Linked DNA regions of Mus musculus: region 2 is linked to region 1. Evidence: chromatin contacts called from public HiChIP or PLAC-seq data. All regions are on one chromosome and are shown on one strand. The core of a region is the stretch at or near the end of the contact, and the rest is flanking DNA. Distances in the headings are between cores, read along the strand shown.

Evidence for each region. HiChIP or PLAC-seq counts read pairs in DNA pulled down with a chosen protein or histone mark.
Region 2: a contact with region 1 is called in an H3K27ac HiChIP or PLAC-seq map of embryonic stem cells, with 2.8 times the contacts expected there. The contact joins the enhancer-like site here to the promoter of Efemp1 in region 1. A contact is called at or near these places in 8 of 39 promoter capture datasets (the 3T3-L1 cell line, 3T3-L1-derived adipocytes, cranial neural crest and 3 more), 2 of 484 Hi-C or Micro-C datasets (the 3T3-L1 cell line and 3T3-L1-derived adipocytes), 2 of 115 datasets of contacts at active chromatin or transcription factors (embryonic stem cells and epiblast stem cells) and 1 of 9 other capture datasets (embryonic stem cells).

The regions. Positions count from the first base shown.
Region 1 is chr11:28,851,144-28,855,767 of GRCm38.p6, forward strand. It overlaps Efemp1 (epidermal growth factor-containing fibulin-like extracellular matrix protein 1), which reads left to right and starts at 2,062. Exons shown (of 11, transcript NM_146015.2): 1 at 2,062-2,181; 2 at 3,322-3,411. The coding sequence starts at 3,331. It overlaps Gm34185 (a long non-coding RNA gene), which reads right to left and starts at 1,365. Exons shown (of 3, transcript XR_381120.2): 1 at 1,150-1,365.
Region 2 is chr11:29,046,617-29,050,890 of GRCm38.p6, forward strand. No RefSeq gene overlaps it. Among named protein-coding and RNA genes, the nearest start is that of Pnpt1, 82 kb to the right of the region's middle. Within about 2 kb of position 1,790, at least 11 of the 459 cell types and tissues checked have an H3K27ac peak or open chromatin away from gene starts, as enhancers often do. A contact at or near this core is called in embryonic stem cells and epiblast stem cells, where this site is marked.

The DNA of each region.
Region 1 (4,624 bases), core at 812-3,311:
GGGAACGCCAGGGCCAAAAAGGGGGAGTGGGTGGGTAGGGGAGTGGGGGTGGGTGGGTATGGGGGACTTTTGGTATAGCATTGGAAATGTAAATGAGCTAAATACCTAATAAAAAATGGAAAAACAAAAAAATACAAACAAAAAAAAACATACAATTCTACTCCTCCGATATTCACCTAAAAGAAAATGTTCATGCCTACTCAAAAATTTCTAAATGAATACCCAGACAAGCTTTACTTATAAACAATCCAAAGATCAATTAAAAAGCCAGCAGAAAATCTGAGGGACAACCATACAACTGAATGCCATGCAACAATGAAAAAAAAAAAAAAAAAAAAAAAGAACTTCTAACAAGGGTTCATCTCAAAAGCACAGAGTGAAGAAAAACAGATCCAAAGCAATTATATACTGTATGATTCTATTTACGGGAACTTCTGATGGGAACAGCTGCAGAGATCCAAAGGTACGCACAGAAAGATCAATCCATCGTTTTTACAATAATCCAGATGGAAAATGCTAAATCAGGGTGGCTGCAAAGATATGAGAAATGGTCCAGTTCTGAATCTATCTCAGAGAGAAAGTCAGCATAGTTTTCTAAAGAACTCAATGAACTATGCAAATAAATGAAGCTGGCTGGACATGGGCAGGAGGAGAGATGAAATTCCGATTGATTGAGATGGTGAAACTGATGGGTGGAGCAGCCTGAGGGAGAGGATGCGGCTGGAATGTGTTCGGTCTGAAATGCCCATCAGATGTCTAAATTAAGGCAGTAAACCAGCAAGTGGGTGTGCAGAAAGATCACTGCACTGCAGATGGAAGATTGGGAGCTTTTTACCTCATTGCTCCAAAGAACGAGCTGAAATGAGTTTAAATAAGCAGACACATAGAGAGATATTTTTACTGTCTGGTAACAGAGAATCTGTTTTTTCAAAGAAAAGCGGTTTGGGGACATTGGTGACAAGTAGGGTCAGGGAAACTTAGTAGTAAATGTCTTTGCTACAGTCATCAACGCCTTCCATACTTAGTAAGTTCTGCAGATCTGATCCTGTGCAGTACTGGATAGCCTGTCACCAGTACTGGTCAGGATCACCATTGGATGTCAATATCTACTTAACCCACCCACCCAGAAGACAGAAGAGCCGTAATCACCTGAAAGCTGCTCTCCAGCAGTCTCTACCAACTTGCCACTTCCACAGCCTCTGCAATATGCCCCTGGACAGGGCAGTCCTTAGCTCCTCCAAGTTAGCAGGTTCTGTTACTTCTCAAATTGCATTTGGTGACTTCGTTCTTAAAAGGCATATCTGAAACCAAAGGGAAGTAACTGCCTAACTGTGGGGTGGGAGAAGCTATCAGGAATAGCTGCAATTTGTGTGGTATGACTTGATAAAGGGGGGTGGGGCGGGACTCTCTCTTCAGATTCCTGAAATTCCACCATTATTATGAAAGACGCAAGAAAAATGCCTAATTTAATTTGGATGGGCAGTAATCAGGAGAAATGAGAAACTGTAGATAAGGAAGGAAGGAGAGGAGTTCACACACACGGACACACACACACACACACACACACACACACACGGGGTTGGGGGTGGAGGCAAGACACACACCTCAGGATGGCACATATTTTGTTAACATGAGTTCCATTTGGCTCACTCCTAACACCTAGCACCTAGTAGGCCCAGAAATGAACACGTTCATTCTCACCTTTCACCATTTGAGGAAGCTGACAAAACACACCCCCTCCAAAAATAAAAATCTGAAATGAAAAATAAAGGACCAGTTCTGTTAATAGCTTTAATTTATTCTCCCAGGAATCACTTGTTGAGCTAAAAGGAATTTAAGCCATTTCTGCAAAGTCTAAAAGCTCCATGGAAGTGATATTTCGATATTAGTTGTGTCTCAAATTCCTGTGAATCAGGGTACCAAGGGGCCTAATGCAGAGGATAACTGGGCCCCTAGACCCCAACGCCAAAAGGCGCGCCTTCCCGCGTGGTTGGAAGCCTGGGCAGGGCGCTTGCGCCTCCCTCTCTCTCCTCCGCCCCCCTTCGCCCTACTTCTCCTCCCTTTTTCCTCCTCCTGTGGCTGCTGCTGCAGCCAGACCTCGCCAGTTCAGACCTACCAGGCTGCCCTCCCCTACGCACTCCTTCGCTGCCCGGGCAGGAAAGTTGCGCGGCCCCCCCGCAGGTAGGAGCCCAAAGCCGAGGTCGCAAGATCTGCGCTATACCAGCGAGAGCTATACCGGGAAGTATGGTAGGGCGACCCAAGAACTGTCCCCGACTGTGAAACTGTACAGAGAAGATGGAGGTGGACTTGCTGGTCTGGGATCACAATCTGTCAGCCTGTGCCAGTACTTGGGTGACATTTGTTGGGATAGGTAGAGTAAGCGCGCTATCAACCCAGAGAGTTTTGCTGGTGACTCTGGTCTCTAGGTTCCGTGACTGAGGTATGGGATTTGAAAGGCACCTGGATTGCCCAGCGGTTGGTTGGAAGCTAAAGCGCTCAAGGACTCCCGCTGACAGACGCCTTACATCTAAGAAAGCTGAGCTCACTTCCCTGCAGGCATCAGGCTAGGAACCCCCTCCCCCAAACTGGTTCCCTGTGCTGCAAAGCTGTCTGAAGTCCTCCTACCTTAGGCAGCCTAGACCCTGTGCATAGCACATTTTGAGACCTGAGAACGAGGGGAAAAGGGATCAGTGACTTTGAGCTGCTGATTGTGCGCCAAGAGTGTGTATGGAAATGGAGCTTTAAGAGTGGGAACTAGAGAAGTCACCCTGCAGTGAGTTAGAAGCTCTGTGGGGTATTCTATCGGGAACTGTGAGATCGATAGCTCTTCGAGTTTTGTTTGGGTATTTTAGACTTTTTTTTTTTAAGACAATAAAGTCTGCGGGCATATAACTGATACTGGTTTGCAGGTATCTTTCGCTGAGCTGGGTGGAACTTCAGGTACAGCTGAGCCGTGGGTGGGTACTCTACAGTTTCAGAAAATAGACAGATGCTGCGCCCCCGTTTCCACCTCCAAGGGGGAAGAGGGATGGAATCGATCATATTCTATATCCCCTTTTGACTACCGTTTTCTGGAGCTTTATGAGTAGGTGTGGTATAAACACACGCTGAACAACCTTGGTACAGGATGGATGCAGTGAAGTAATGCATTTCTACTGTAGTTTCTCCTGTCTTGCTTATTTGGGTGGCTGGTGAGAAAGCAGACTGGAAGGAGGGTATTTGGAGCTCTCCATTCTCCTTTTCTTGTCAGTTTCTTCACTGATAAAGTTTTGATTTTCTAGGCAGTTGATACTAAACATCTCTTTGTCCCATTTCCCGTAGAGAATCACGATGTTGCAAACACTTTTCCTAACTATGCTGACTCTGGCGCTGGTCAAGTCACAGTACACCGAGGAAACCATCACATACACGGTAAGGCATGATGACATTTGAGATACAAGAATTGAGTAGTAGTCTGGGATACAAGAATTAACTGGTCTCTGCCAGGACAAGTGGGCAGTATTCTGCGAAGCAAAATAAATTAAACAACACTTTAATATGACTCAGGTTTAGGACTCCTGGTAAATCGTGCTGGGTCTTTTCAAAGGTGCATCTAGATCACCTGCGATGAATGGTTTGTAAGCTAGATGCAAAATAAAATGATTTGTGCAAAGCCAAAAATGAACTCTTTTAAAATTCAAATCTGTGTAAGCTCCATATTTCGAAGACATGCAATGAATTGATGGGTTTGAGGACTCTGGGAGCCTGGGTATGTGCAGATGCAATCAATATATGCAGAATAACACGCAAAGCAAATAAGAATGTATGGTGTAATTACACTAGCTCATCTGTGCCTGTCCTCGTGAAGTTCTCATTCTTGGATTCAGAAAGGCTGTCTATTCATGTAAAAGTACTGCAGATAGTTTAACTGTCACCAGCAGACAGTATTTGCCAACGTGGATTTAAAGCACACTGTGTGCATCTTGGTCTTGCAACTTCTATTTGCATCTCTGGCATTTCTTAGTCATATTTGGCCAGTTAGTTGCGTCAGTATAACCAATGTTTAATAAAATATTTAAAATATCATCTAATCCCTCCCACAGCCCTAAATAGACATGTCAGGAGAGGGCAGAGCAGGCTCATGTGGCTGGGATGAGGCCTTTGTTCTGTGTTGTTTTCTAACTCTCATTCAGTGTTCTGAGATGAATGACATTTGTCCTGGGTGAGTATATGAAAAACACATTTTCATACTTCTTTCCAATTCTTAAAATTAAGTAATCCTATTCAAAAGAGTATAAATGTTTTTAAAGTAAAACTCAGAAGTGAGCTAATATCAATTACTAATAATAAACATTATCTCACTTTTGCATCATGTTATCCCTAGAACAGTATTACCCGTCCTGCAGATGTTCCCTTCTGCTGCTCAGAACAACTGTAAATAAAATTATTGAGTAAAAGTATTGTGTTATTTTAACATTAAAACAAATAGAGGAAAATGAAAGTATGTGCTGTTTATCTTCAAATGAGGATGTTTTGTTATTCAGGTTAAACTTACTGCCCTCTCAGTGAGTTAGGATTAAATCGTCTACTTGTATATTCAGTAAAAGAGTTTACTCCTTTTCTGAGAAGTTGTCCTGGAACTCAT
Region 2 (4,274 bases), core at 540-3,039, 200 kb after region 1:
CATAGTTCTACCAGAGGATCCCGCAATACCTCTCCTGGGCATATATCCAGAAGATGTCCCAACCGGTAAGAAGGACACATGCTCCACTATGTTCATAGCAGCCTTATTTATAATAGCCAGAAGCTGGAAAGAACCCAGATGCCCCTCAACAGAGGAATGGATGTAGAAAATGTGGTACATTTACACAATGGAGTACTACTCAGCTATTAAAAAGAATGAATTTTGATATTCCTAGGCAAATGGATGGACCTGGAGGGCATCATCCTGAGTGAGGTAACCCTATCACAAAGGAACTCACACAATATGTACTCACTGATAAGTGGATATTAGCCCAGAAACTTAGAATACCCAAGATACAAGATACAATTTGCAAAACACATAAAACTCAAGAGGAACAAAGACCAACGTGTGGACACTTTGCCCCTTCTTAGAATTGGAAACAAAACACCCTTGGAAGGAGTTACAGAGACAAAGTTTGGAGCTGAGACAAAAGGATGGACCATCTAGAGACTGCCATACCTGGGGATCCATCCCATAATCTGCCTCCAAACACTGACACCATTGCATACACCAGCAAGATTCTGCTGAAAGGACCCTGATATAGCTGTCTCCTGTGAGTCTATGCCAGGGCCTGGCAGACACTGAAGTGGATGCTCACAGTGAGCTACTTGACGGAACACAGGCCCCCAATAGAGGACCTAGAGAAAGTACCCAAGGAACTAAAGGGGTCTGCAGTCCTATAGGTGGAACAACAATATGAATTAACCAGTACCCCCCAGAGCTCTTGTCTCTAGCTGCATATGTATCAGAAGATGGCCTAGTTGGCCATCATTGGGAAGAGAAGCCCCTTGGTCTTGCAAACTTTTTATGCCTCCTTACAGGGGAACGCCAGGGCTTAGAATTGGGAGTGGGTGAGTAGAGGAGTGACGGAGGAGGGCATGGGGGACTTTTGGGATAGCATTTGAAATGTAAATGAAGAAAATACAAAAAATTACAAGTTGGAGCTTCTTCTGGGTATATGTCCAGGAGAGGTTTTGCTGGATCTTCCAGTAGTAATATGTCCTGCTACATCCACTCCAGTTATGTCTGCTTGACAGGTCGAGAGTCCTGGAAGCACTCACAAGGCAAAGAGTTTCAAGGAAACTCAACCTCTTAGAACTTTGGCATTCTCATAACTCATATACTCATACCCTCTTCCCGTGTTAGTCTTGTGTATGGATTCATGTGCTCTCTTTCAGTATTGCTTTATTATAAGTGCCTTTTAAGATTGAATTCTGACATAGCTAAGCCTTCGCCAGTGTTCCAATGTCCTAGAAAATCCTTGAAGCAGACAAACTTGGAATTCAGTAGGAATTCAGTGAGAAGGTTATCTATTCAGTAACATTCAAATTTACTTCTAGTAGAGATGGTGAAACTAATTAGGCATTACAAAGAACAGAGCTGGAATAGCTCAGGGCTAGTCTGCAGAGTGATTACTTAGGACAGTAGCCAGTCTTACCCAAACAAGGGAATACACAATGGCCTAGCTAATAGATGGGTTTACAATGAAAGAGTTAGGGAATCCCACTGAGACAGGAATCTTCACTACAGCCAGGTATAGGAGGCTACATTGCATATTAGAAGCAAGTTGGTGAATTCTTCTGACAAATGGAGATTCCCCACAGATACTTTAAAGAACAGCCAAGTTACACTCTTGCAAGAATTTATCAAGGCCTAGGAAATAGGGGGTCTGTGTTATTGCATTAGTCATGAGAAGGTCTGCAAGAGCAGAACCCCCTGGTGCTAGCTTTCACAAGGCTCAAAGGAGTAGCACAGATTGTGATTAGGGTGTGAAATCCTCACCTGTCATTAGCTGACCCTAGGCAGGGTTGTTTTATCTTTACTGTAAACATCTACCTGGTTCCTGTAAGTCCTTTTGAAGTCATTCCTTTGTTTTGTGTCAGGTAACTTCAATGTACTTTTCCTGCGGTGACATCCTACCCCTTTGTTTTCTGTATTATATAAGACTGGTGTTCATTTTGTGAAAATGCACTCAGATTCTACACAATCTCTCCTGTTGCTTCTGTTTGTCATTCCTTGTCCACCTGTAACTAGAGACCCATTCTACGAAGACATGGACCAAAAAGGGTCTGTGGCAATGTCCTATTTTGGGAGGGACTGCCAGACTGATTTCCAGAGTGCTTGTACCATCTTGCAATCCCACCAGCAATGGAGTAGTGTTCCTCTTTCTCCACATCCTCACCAGCATCTGCTTTCACATGAATTTTTGATCTTAGCCATTCTGACTGGTGTGAGATGGAATCTCAGGATTGTTTTGATTTGCATTTCCCTGATGACTAAGGATGTTCAACATTTTTTCAGGTGCTTCTTGGCCATTTGAGATTTCTCAGTTGAGAATTCTTTGTTTGGCTCTGTACCCATTTTTAATAGGATTACTTGAGTCTCTGGAGTCTATCTTCTTGAGTTCTTTGTATATATTGGATATTAGCCCTCTTTTGGATTTAGGATTGGTAAAGATCTTTTGCCAATCTGTTGGTTGCTGTTTTGTCCTATTGACAGTGTCCTTTGGTTTACAGAAGCTGTGCAATTTTATGAATTTTATGGATGGTTTTGGCTTCTCTGTCAAAGATCAAATGTGGGTCTATTTCTGGGTGTTCAATTCTATTCCATTGAGCTACCTGCCAATATCTGTACCAATACTATGTGATTTTTATCAATATTGCTCTGTAGTACAGTTTAAGGTCAGTGATTCCCCTAGAAGTTCTTTTATTCTTGAGAATAGTTTTCACTATCCTGAGTTTTTTGTTATTCCCAGATGTATCTTTTTACCTATGTTAAAAATTGAGTTGGAATTTTGATGGGTTTTTGCATTGAATTTGTAGGTTGCTCTAATAAAAGCAATATACAGCAAACCGATAGCCAACATCAAACTAAATGGTGAGAAACTTGAAGCAATCCCACTAAAATCAGGGACAAGACATGGCTGCCCACTCTCCCCCTATCTATTTAATACAGTTCCTGATGTTCTAGCCAGAGCAATTAGACAACAAAAAGAGGTCAAAGGGATACAAATTGGAAAGGAAGAAGTCAAAATATCAATACTTGCAGATGATATGATCGTATACTTAAGTGACCCCAAAACTTCCACCTGAAAACTCTTACAGCTCATAAACAACTTCTGCAAAGTGGCTGGATATAAAATTAACTCAAACAAATCAGTAGCCTTCCTCTACTTAAAGGATACACAGACTGAGAAAGAAATTAGGAAAATGACACCTTTTATAATAGTCACAAATAATATAAAATATCTTGGTGTGATTCTAACCAAACAAGTGAAAGATCTATATGACAAGAACTTCAAGTCTCTGAAGAAAGAAATTGAAGAAGATCTCAGAAGATGCAAAGATCTCCCATGCTCATTGACTGGCATAATTAACATAGTAAAAAAATGGCCTTAAATCTTTACTGTGATACTTTCCCTGTACTGTTCCACATCCTGTCAACTATAATATACTCTGATTAATCTTCTGTGCCCAAATATATAATTTAAGCCTTGCTCAAACACCACAATCATGAGTATGTCATGTTATCTGCTATACCTTGTCATCATGAATACATAAGAAGAGATCACCTCAGCTCAGGAAAGAGTGATATTTCCATGACACAGACACAAGGGGAAATGTGGTATTCTAAATGAGAGATGTCCCTCATGGGTTCCTAGATGGTAGTGCTATGCCAGGAAGCATTTGTGAACCCAAAAGACCACCAAGGAGCCATTTTCAATGTAATCATATTAGTGTCTTTTTATTACAAATGAGTTTGGGCTTACCATTGAGCCACAAAACTGTTTGGTGAAGCAGCCCTGAACTCTCATCAGGACAAGGTTTTATAGGAAATTGAAGTAAGTAAGGGAGTCCAGCCTGGCAAGCCTTTAATTTAATGGCTGTTGTAAGTGGACAAGTGGGAGCTCTGAAGAAAGACCATATACAATCACAAATGGTCTGAAAGTATATCTGAAACAATCAGAATAATCTTTAATTGACTGTTGGAAGTAGCTAGGGAGTAACTCTGGCCAAGGGCAAGACCTTCCTGGTATGTGGATGCAGCTTGGGTTCTGCTCTAGGTCAAGTTCTCAGGCTTTTTTTTTTTTTCCTTTAAGATGGAGGCCAGTCCCAAGATGGAGGTTTGGCCTCTCAGTAGCATTGTTTCTAAATATAATGGATCATTTAAGAGGCATGGCCTCACTGGAGAAAGTAGGGGGTGGGCTTCTGAGT